Regions from separate parts of the Macaca mulatta genome. Here region 2 is linked to region 1. A link is a contact called in public Hi-C data. All regions are on one chromosome and are shown on one strand. Each heading gives the region's core, a stretch centred on a gene start, on an enhancer-like site or on the middle of the called end of the contact. The rest is flanking DNA. Distances are from core to core; before and after follow the strand shown.

Evidence for each region. Hi-C and Micro-C count contacts between places; a contact is called where the count stands out from the background.
Region 2: a contact with region 1 is called in a Hi-C map of liver, with 3 times the contacts expected there. The contact joins the promoter of KLF13 here to the promoter of LOC144329826 in region 1. A contact is called at or near these places in 3 of 14 Hi-C or Micro-C datasets (CD4 T cells, blood and liver).

Annotation. Positions count from the first base shown.
Region 1 is chr7:7,805,551-7,810,181 of T2T-MMU8v2.0, reverse strand. LOC144329826 reads right to left here and starts at 2,559. Exons shown (of 3, transcript XR_013395471.1): 1 at 222-2,559. The region is part of intron 1 of KLF13 (KLF transcription factor 13); the gene reads left to right.
Region 2 is chr7:7,846,584-7,851,214 of T2T-MMU8v2.0, reverse strand. It overlaps KLF13 (KLF transcription factor 13), which reads left to right and starts at 1,959. Exons shown (of 2, transcript XM_028850658.2): 1 at 1,959-3,051. The coding sequence starts at 2,475.

The DNA.
Region 1 (4,631 bases), core at 1,310-3,809:
CCCAGCATGGCGTAGCCCCTCCCCCAGCTCCCCACAGTTCCCCCAGCCCTCTTACAGCCTCCCTTCCAGGCTCCAGGGCACCTAGCGCCCCTCCAGGCTCCACCCCAGCCCCCTTCCTCTCACCCAGTCTCCTCACAAGGCCTAATCCCACCTTGTCTCAGGCCCCCCATCCCATGCACAGGCGCAGGCACACACAGCCAGAACCCCTGGGGCCCTCCCACCTGGGGAGCTGGAGTGGCTCTGGGATCCGGCAGGAAGGCTAGGAGCTCCTCCGCAAGAGTCTAGAATCTCCTACCGATTCTCTTGTCATTTTGGAGCTAGAGGGAGCCCTGTCCTGTTGAGTCCCTGTCCTGCTGTTGCTGTCTCCATATGACATGCCCGGCTGGAGGCAGATGAAGGGTTTGAGCCAAGCAAGGAGGGTGCTTGGGTTTGTTTAGTCCGATGGGCCCCCTTTGCCGTAGAATGAGAGGTGGGCGCACTCCCTGAAGGGCCAGGCCTGGCTGGCCCCTCACCTCACTGGGTGCCCCCCTGTGCTCACTTCACTTGGCTGCACACAGTCCCCCTGGAGTCTGTCCCCAGAACAGCAGTTTTTAGAGTGAAGCTGGACACCCGCAGGTGTCTTCCCTTCACCAGGGCCATGAGATCAAAACTGTTTTCATAACAATAGCACTGTTTGCCTCATTCTCCCAAAAGAGTACAGTAGGCTATTGCAGATGCTACAAGATGTGTGACAGCACTGTCCCTCTTCAGTGACTGGAATGCATGCTTGGATTGAAGACTTCGTTTCCATTTTAATTTCTAATTTCTAATATGATGAATAGCAGGGGCTCTCACCCACATGCACGAAAGCTCCTGGGGCTCCTTGCGACCGTGTGGGTGAAAGTGGCCTGGGGCATGTTGCTCCCTGTTCCCGCCCCAGCCTGTTCTCCCTTCTCTGAGCTGTTCCTTGTCAGCCTCCTGGGTGCTGCCTGAGTGTCACTACCAGGGGACCCAGCCAGACCTGGTGCTGCTGCTCCTTGCTGGCCTGAGCCATAACTCCTGTTGTGGGCCAGTTCACCACTGTCACCTCTCTGCAGCGGGCTGAGGGAGGAGCAGAGAATGGAGCCGTGGGGCCTGCATCTGCCTGGGTCAGGACCGTGTCTCTGGGCCAGGCACCCAGTATGTCCCCTGTCAAAGCATAAAGCTCCTGACGTACAGGGAGGCCAAGAGCTGTGTTGGTGGAGTGGCTGCGCCAGACACCCGCCTTCCTCCACTCCAGGCTGCCTGGCACCAGCGCCCCATCCATTGGATGCTGCATTTCTCTGCGGCCCCAACATCGTGTGGCCCATCTGTAGCTCTGTGTACCTCACATGCTGCCCCGGCCTGCAGGCAGAAGGAGCTAAAGGGCAAGGCTCCTCACAAGAGCTATTAGGAAGCAAGGCTGAGTGTGGCTTCCCCCCACACCAACAGGCGCAAATCTGGGGAGACTCACTTGACAGGGCTAATGACTAAGAGCAACAGTAACAGCTGAGATTTCAGGAGTGGACCTTTGGAACGTGCCAGGCACTGTGCTGAGGCCAGTCATGCACCGCCCCTCGGGATCACTGTATGGACCACCCTATGAGGATGGGGCAGTGTGCTCACTTCCTGTGGCTGCTGTTACACATTACCACAAACTGGGTGGCTGAAAAGCACCTGAAACTCACTGTCTCACAGTTCCAGAAACCAAGGTATTGGCAGGGTTAATTCCTTCCGGAGGCTCTGAGGGAGAATCTGCTCCATGCCTCCCCTTCCTTCCCCTGCCCCCTTTCTCCCCCTTCTCACTTGCTCCCTTCCCCCTCTTCCCCACCCTCCACACTTGGGAACGCATCTCCAGATCCTTACCTGATTACATCTGCAAAGACCCTTTTTCCCGATAAGATCACATGCACAGGTTCTGGGGGTTATGGCTTGGCTATATCTTTTTGGGGACCATTATTCACTCTACTACAGCCAGCAAGGAGCTTGTTCGAGGCCATAGTGTCACAGCTAGGGAACAGGGTCTGAACCTCATCTGTCAGACCTGACATGGTTAATGCTAAACCATTTAATGCTGCACTTTCCCAAGCTTTTGATGACTAGTGTGCGACGTGAATCTCCAAGAGTGGAATTACCGTGCAACATTTTCACTCTTTGGTTGACAAAATTTTTTATTCTGGAAGCAATGAATAGTTTTATACAATGATAACATTTCTTTGAACATGTTTTGGGAAATATTGGACTAGATATTTAAGGAACTATATTTAAACATTTCTTCTTATTGTTATGGAAGAAACAAATACATAGAATTTTTTTTTTAAGACCCAAGGCGGGCGTGTGGCTCATACCTATAATTCCAGCACTTTGGGAGGCTGAGGAAGACGGATCACTTGAGGTCAGGAGTTCAAGACCAGCCTAGCCAACATGGTGAAACCCTGTCTCTACTAAAAATATAAAAACTAGCCAGGCATGGGTGGGTGCCTGTAATCCCAGCTAGTCGGGAGGCTGAGGCACAAGAATCACTTGAACCTGGGAGGTGGAGGTTGCAGTGGCAGAGCAAGACTGGCTCAGATTAGATAGATAGGTAAATAGGTAGAGATACCCATAACACAGAGGAGCTTGCAACAAAAAAAATCCTCTCACCAGTCTAGCGCCACTCCTTAGAGAGCATTTCTTTTCTGATTTTAGTTGTCTTGATGGTTACTGCTATAAATGAACTGTATCTTATTGCTGTTTCTTGATTTATCAAATTTAGATATTCTCTGTTATCCCTCCTGCCATGAAATTTAAGGATTTACCTCACTCCTGTCCCTCCCCTCCAACTCTTCCTAAATTGATGGATGTATTATTTTACTTATTTTGACTATCTTTGTAATTTTAAATCTCTGTGTTTGATTTAGGTATGTTCTTTGCACACTGTGTGCATTCCGACTTTTCCCTTAAATCCATGTTCTCTTCTGGGCCCACAAGTCAGTTGTATGGCCTTTGTTTATAGGATTGGTTCTAAACACTGACAACTAGTGCTAAGGTTAGTATGACCACAGCTGTGTGAAGTTTGCTTCCATCAGCAGGGCTTGTGCTGGGATTACGTTTCTTGCCACCACCTCATGGAGTTGTGAAGAATAAATAATAGAGCATAGGAAAAATCCCTAGAACCGAGCTTGGCTCGGAGCTCTTGACCCATAATCATGAGGCATTTTCGTTTACATCTAATTTGAACCACAGTTTTTTTATATGTCTTTTATTTTTCCTGGAGTTTCTAATTGCCTCTTTTTTCTTTTAAACAAAGAAGAGTGATGTGTCTTTACTGTATCCTGAAGTGTATCCAGCCTTTTGATGGTACTCTGTGGTGCACAAAACTCACTTTCCTCCTGGAATTTTCCCCCGTGAGCCCCGGTCCTGTGCTCCAGTGACCTCCCAGGTCTCTGCCTCGCTCTTGTCATGAGGTGGCCCTTTACTATACAGTCATGTCCCTAGCTCCTTGGTCTTATCTCATTTTAGCTGGAGTGTGTGAGACATTAACTTGGAAGACCCTGTTCCTTTGTCTTCAGGATCCACTGTGACTTAGGAAAAGTCTGGTGTCTGTCCCAGCCTTGTTCCTTTGTGGATGACCTGGTGTTTGTTTCTTCCTCCTCTCTCTATTAAGCTGTGAGAGCTCCTGTTTTTACTCAGTGTTCTGACATTGCAGAGCTTCTCACAGCAGAGATCTTAACTCACTTACCTGGTCCACCTCAGTGCAGCCTGTCTCATGTTAGTCTCCTGTCTCCTTTTTCTTTTTCTTCTTTTTTTTTTGTACTCTTTGACAGAGACTGTTGTTATTTCTTTTGTAATTTCTTCTCCGTATTTTCTGTTTTCTCACTTGATTGTAATTGTCATGTATTTGGGAAATCGTGGTGCTACTTGATTTTGAATCCCCCCAACACCTTTTCCTCCAAAATGTAAAATCAATAAAGAGAACAAAGGCACCCACACGTGGCCCCTGCTTCAGCAGTGCCAGGAGACGGAACACATCTTTTCCAGAACTGTTTTTTGTTGTTTTTTTCTCATATATTTGCTTTGAGTGTATTTCCAGCTTTTATATGAAGGTTTTATATGGACATAATGCTGTTTTCAATTTCTAAATGCTGTTGTTTTGCTGGGTTGTTTTTTTTGTGTTTTTTTGGAGATGGACTCTCTCTCTCTTGCCCAGGCTAGAGTGCAGTGATGCAGTCTGGACTCTCTGCAGCTTCCACCTCCCAGGTTCAAGTAATTCTCCTGCTTCAGCCTCCCAAGTAGCTGGAATTGCAGGCGCACACCACCACACCTGGCTAATTTTTGTATTTTTAGTAGAGACGGGGTTTCACCATGTTGGCCAGGCTGGTCTCAAACCCCTGATCTCAAGTGATCCACCCGCCTCAGCCTCCCAAAGTGCTGAGATTATAGGCATGAGCCACTGTGCCTGGCCGTTTTTGCTCTCTGAACTTCCTTTGTATTGTACTCTCTTTGCTTTTGCATCAAATTTTGTCTCAGATTCCTCAGAGAATACAGAAGTTTCAAGTTAAAATTGTCTTCTGTTTCCTGGCTTCACTCTTTTCCTCTAGAGTTGGTGGTTAAATTGCGCTTGGCCTTTCTCTTCCATGCTGCTGGTTCTCCTT
Region 2 (4,631 bases), core at 710-3,209, 42 kb before region 1:
CAGAATACAGTCAAAATTCTTTGGCATCCACATTCTTGGGAAACTCTTGGAGGGGGTGCATCAGTGCCGAGGACCCTTGGCCATGCAGGGCATCCCCTCACCCAGGGCAGGCTTGTTTTGTTCATGGCTGTAGTAGCCCAATACCTAGAATAGTGCACACTCTAGGAGGCCTACCACTGTGTATGCTGGCTGGGGTGACCCGTGGAGAGACGTGGCACCTTGAAGATTGGGGAGAATTCTGCTGGCTGGAAAGCGGCCAGGAGGGTATGGGTGGCTGATAAGCTGGTGTAGGACCACTCCTTCCTTAAGAAGTGACTGACTGTGACATGTGGTGGGAATGGAGGAACATTCCGAATCATTAGTTGGTCAGGACACACGTCTCTTAAATGTCATCAACACAATCTGCCTAGAAGAAACATGATTACTTTCTGCCAAGCACAGACCCTCCTAGAGGGACCAGACCCAGCCCAGCACCTTTATAGTCAGCCCAGAGGGGAGCAACTCAATCAGCGAGACGGCATTTTTGGGTTTTAGTTACACATACTGAGGGTGCTCAAACATCCATGCAATTTGCTGTTCACCATAACACGCAACCCGGAATGGCTGTTTCGGTCCCCCGTCGGTTACCTGAAAAGCGGTCTTACTGGGCCCCAACCCCAAATCAATTTGGTGAGAACCTGAACTCCGCTATTAACCTTAATTCTGAGAGAAGAATGACACCCCCCTCCCACTGCTGGGGTCCACTGAGGGTGAGTGCCCGGGCTCCTTCATTCTCCAGGCTCCTCTCAGAACACAGCGAGGGTGGCGGACTCCTTCCAATGTCCATTAAGCACAATGCACCGGGGAGAGGCAGTAGGCGGTTTGCTGAGCCCGGTTCCGAGGCGGTGGGAAGTTATTCACCGGCGTCTCCGAGGTCAGCCCAGGCCTGGAGAATGGCTGGGGCCGCGGGCTGGAGTAGGGGTTACCGGTGAGAGTCAAGGGCAAGTTGGCCAGGCCCGGGCCGGGAGGCGCGGGCAGGACGCAGCCGAGCATTTCCTCCGGGAGGCCCAGACAGCGGGCGGGTGGGGCGCGGTGGGCGGGGTCCTCGCAGTTGGTGGCTTTTGAAGCCCCCCCGACCGCGGTGGGAGAGGGGCAGCCTAGAAGAGTTGGCAGCGGGCCTGAGGCGGGAGGGGGAGGAAGGGGCCCCGCGTTCCCTCAGCAGCGGCGCCGGCCGCCCTGGCACGTAGTTCGCTTCTGGAGGCACAGGCCGCGGTGGGCGCGCCACCCGGGCTGCCAGGCTCACCGCCAGCCGAGGCCAGACCTGTTCGGGCTGACCCGAGCTCAAGGGTAGCGCGGCCGCACACCGGACCCCGGCCGCCAGGAACGAGCCCGAGGAGTCTGTCCCTCCCGCAGGAACTGCCCCGCCCGGACTCCCGGAGCTCTGCAGGGCAAGGGCGTGGAGCGGGCGAGCGGCCTGAGGCTCTAGGCGCGGCCACCCGGCAAACTGGCGGCTGAGGGCGCGGCGCGAGTGCTTTCCGCCCCCAGGCAGCCCCGCGCCCGGCCGAGCAGACACGCCTCCCGGCCGGCGCCCATCGCGGGAGGAACAAATGGCGCCCTCCAGAAAGCACTCCGCTCCACGCCGGGGGCGAAGGCTGGCCACCACACAAAAGCTCCGGCAGGGAAGTGCCCGCTGTGTCCCCACTGCGGGGGGTACGGGCAGCAGCTCCGCGCCGCGACTACCAGGCCCACCACCCCCGGACGTCATGCGTCAGCGCGCCCCGCTCCAGTTTCCGCCCCTCCTCCTACCGGCCCAGGGGACACGCCCACTGGCGCGCGCAGGCCCCGGGACCGGGCACGCCCCTCTAACGGCCCGGATTGGCCTGGCCGTGCACTCACGGACGAATGGCGTCCGTCCTGGCAATCGGCCACGCCCCCTTCCCCAGGCGCGGGCACGCGACCCCTCCGTTCCTCCGGTGCGCGCTCTGGGCTCCCCGCCCCCTCCGCGCGCGCAGCTCCCCGCGGCCGCCGCCGCCTGTAACCTGCGCCGCCAGGATGTGGCTGGGGGCTGACGTCGGGTCCAGATGTGGCCCCGGCCCCGCCCACCCCCGGGGCCGGGCCGCCCACACCGAGCCGCGGCGCGCTCGGCAGCTGTCCCGCCTGCCACAATGCGCGGCGAAACTGCGGCCGCGACTTGGCGTGGTGGTCCCTAACGTCGCCGCTCGGCATCCTTAGAAGCGGCCGCCCCTGACGCCGCGCGGGGACCCCAGTCGTCCGCGCCCCCCATGCGCTCGCTCTTCGGTGCCCGGCCGGGCCGGCGCCTCGCAGACGCGGAGCCGCGCGGGTGACGGCAGAGGCGGCTGCGCGCCCAGCCCAGCCCAGCCCGAGGAGAGGGCGCGCCGCGCCCCCGCCCCCCGCCCGCTCTCCCGAGGCCGTGGGTGCGGATGCGCGGCTGACGCCTCGCAGCAAGAGCACCGCCGCCGGCCCCAGCCCGCAGCATGGCAGCCGCCGCCTATGTGGACCACTTCGCCGCCGAGTGCCTCGTGTCCATGTCGAGCCGCGCGGTCGTGCACGGGCCGCGTGAGGGGCCGGAGTCCCGGCCCGAGGGCGCGGCCGCGGCCGCCACCCCCACGCTGCCCCGCGTCGAGGAGCGCCGCGACGGTAAGGACAGCGCCTCGCTCTTCGTGGTGGCGCGGATCCTAGCGGACCTCAACCAGCAAGCACCGGCGCCCGTCCCGGCGGAGCGCAGGGAGGGCGCCGCGGCCCGGAAGGCGAGGACCCCCTGCCGCCTGCCGCCGCCCGCCCCCGAGCCCGCCTCCCCCGGCGGCGAAGGCGCGGCGGCCGCGCCCCCCAGCCCGGCGTGGAGCGAGCCGGAGCCCGAGGCGGGGCTGGAACCCGAGCGGGAGCCGGGACCCGCGGGGAGCGGCGAGCCCGGCCTCAGACAAAGGGGCCGGCGGGGCCGAAGTCGCGCCGACCTCGAGTCCCCGCAGAGGAAGCACAAGTGCCACTACGCGGGCTGCGAGAAAGTTTACGGGAAATCCTCGCACCTCAAGGCGCACCTGAGAACTCACACAGGTCAGTGGGGCGGCGCGGGCGCCCGGATTGCTCGGTCGGGGTCAGTGCGAGCTGCCCGACCACGCCCCCGGAGCCGCCGGCGGGGCGCGAGGTAGGGGCCGGGCGGGCCGGGACGCCCGGGGCTTCGCCCCTTCCCCCGCCGCTCCAACCCGCTGCTGGCCCCGCGCGCCGTGCGAGGCGGGTCCTGGCTCTTGGAGCCGGCGCCCGCCAGGCGACCGCGCCCCCGCCGGGCACGCCCCCTCCCCGGGCGCGCTCGGGTGGGGCCGCGGGGGCGGATGTAGTCATCTGGGTCGGGGGCGGGGACCCCGCCCGGCCGGGGGGCGGTGTGGGCAGGTGCGGACAGCCTGGGTGTGGACCGCAGGCGGCACTCGTGACGGTGGGGCGCCCGGTAGCGGGGGCAGGGGACGCTCTCCGGGGTCCCTCCTAGTCTCCTCCCCCGCCGCCCGGGCGCGCGCTCAGGAGGGGAGGGGCCGGCCCTGGCGCGCGGCGGGCGAAGTTCACGTAGGGACAAGGCTTCCTTCGCCACTCGGCATATTCTCCGCTCTCTTCTTCCTGTAATTTTTCCAGCGCTCTAAGGTTTAATTTGTCGTAACCAGAGTCAGCGGCGGCGCTGGGCGATGCGGGGGGCGGTCCCGGCTCCCGCTCCCCGCCTGCGGCTCTTTGTGGGAACCCCCGCCCAGTCGGCCGGCGGGGGCGCGCCCGGCCCTAGGGCTCTTCGGCCTCGCAGCTCTCTCCGGAAACGAATGCCCTGGCTGCTGCCTGTCCTCCGTGCTGACCTCTCGCCTGCCCACCTCTCACCTGCCCTGGGCCGGTGCGCGGCGGGCGGCACCTGCGCCAGGGCGGGCGCTGAGCCTCCAGCCTGGGGATCACCGCCCGCCCCCGCCAGCCCAGCGGCAGCAGTTCCCACGCGCGGCCCGATACTTTGTAGTTGATTCATCTGTGGCGGTTCCCTCCCCCGCTTTTTGTTTCGTTTTTAACACAAAGATGAAAACGTGTTAATGGACGGCAATCCTCCCTCATTTTTGTGTGAAAATTTATATGCTTCCCCTGAGCTCACGTGAGTTCTTCTGTGACACTCACCTCTTCGGGGGGCAGGCTCAAAACCCATGTACTGAATATTGTTGCCTTGTGACCAAGGGTGGTAGTGTCTCATTTGTAAAATAGTTCACGTAGTGATTAAAAGGCATTAAAAGAACCTGCAGCCTTGGAGGCCGTAGAGCTGAAGGCCCCCTTTTTTCCGGTACATTTGGAACTGAAAGGGCCCGAGGTCTGCAGGTGAGGCATTCGAATTTCGGACTAACTTTCACTCCGGAGGCTGTTGTGGCCGCCCCAAACCGCGTGGCAAGTGATGGGCTAGAGAGAGAGAGCAGGGCCATTTCTAGGCATTCGGGGTCAGTTAAGGGTATGGGGGCTCAGGTTGGGGGTGGGGATCAGTATGGACTCAGAGTTCAGCTCGGGACGCGGCTGCAGGGTGGGTGTGGCCCTGGGGGAGGGGCCAGGCAGGGCTAGGCTGGGCTCGGCTCCAGGTGGACCCTGAGTATCGGGTCGGGGCAGCGCTTGGGGCGTGGCTGGGGTTGAGA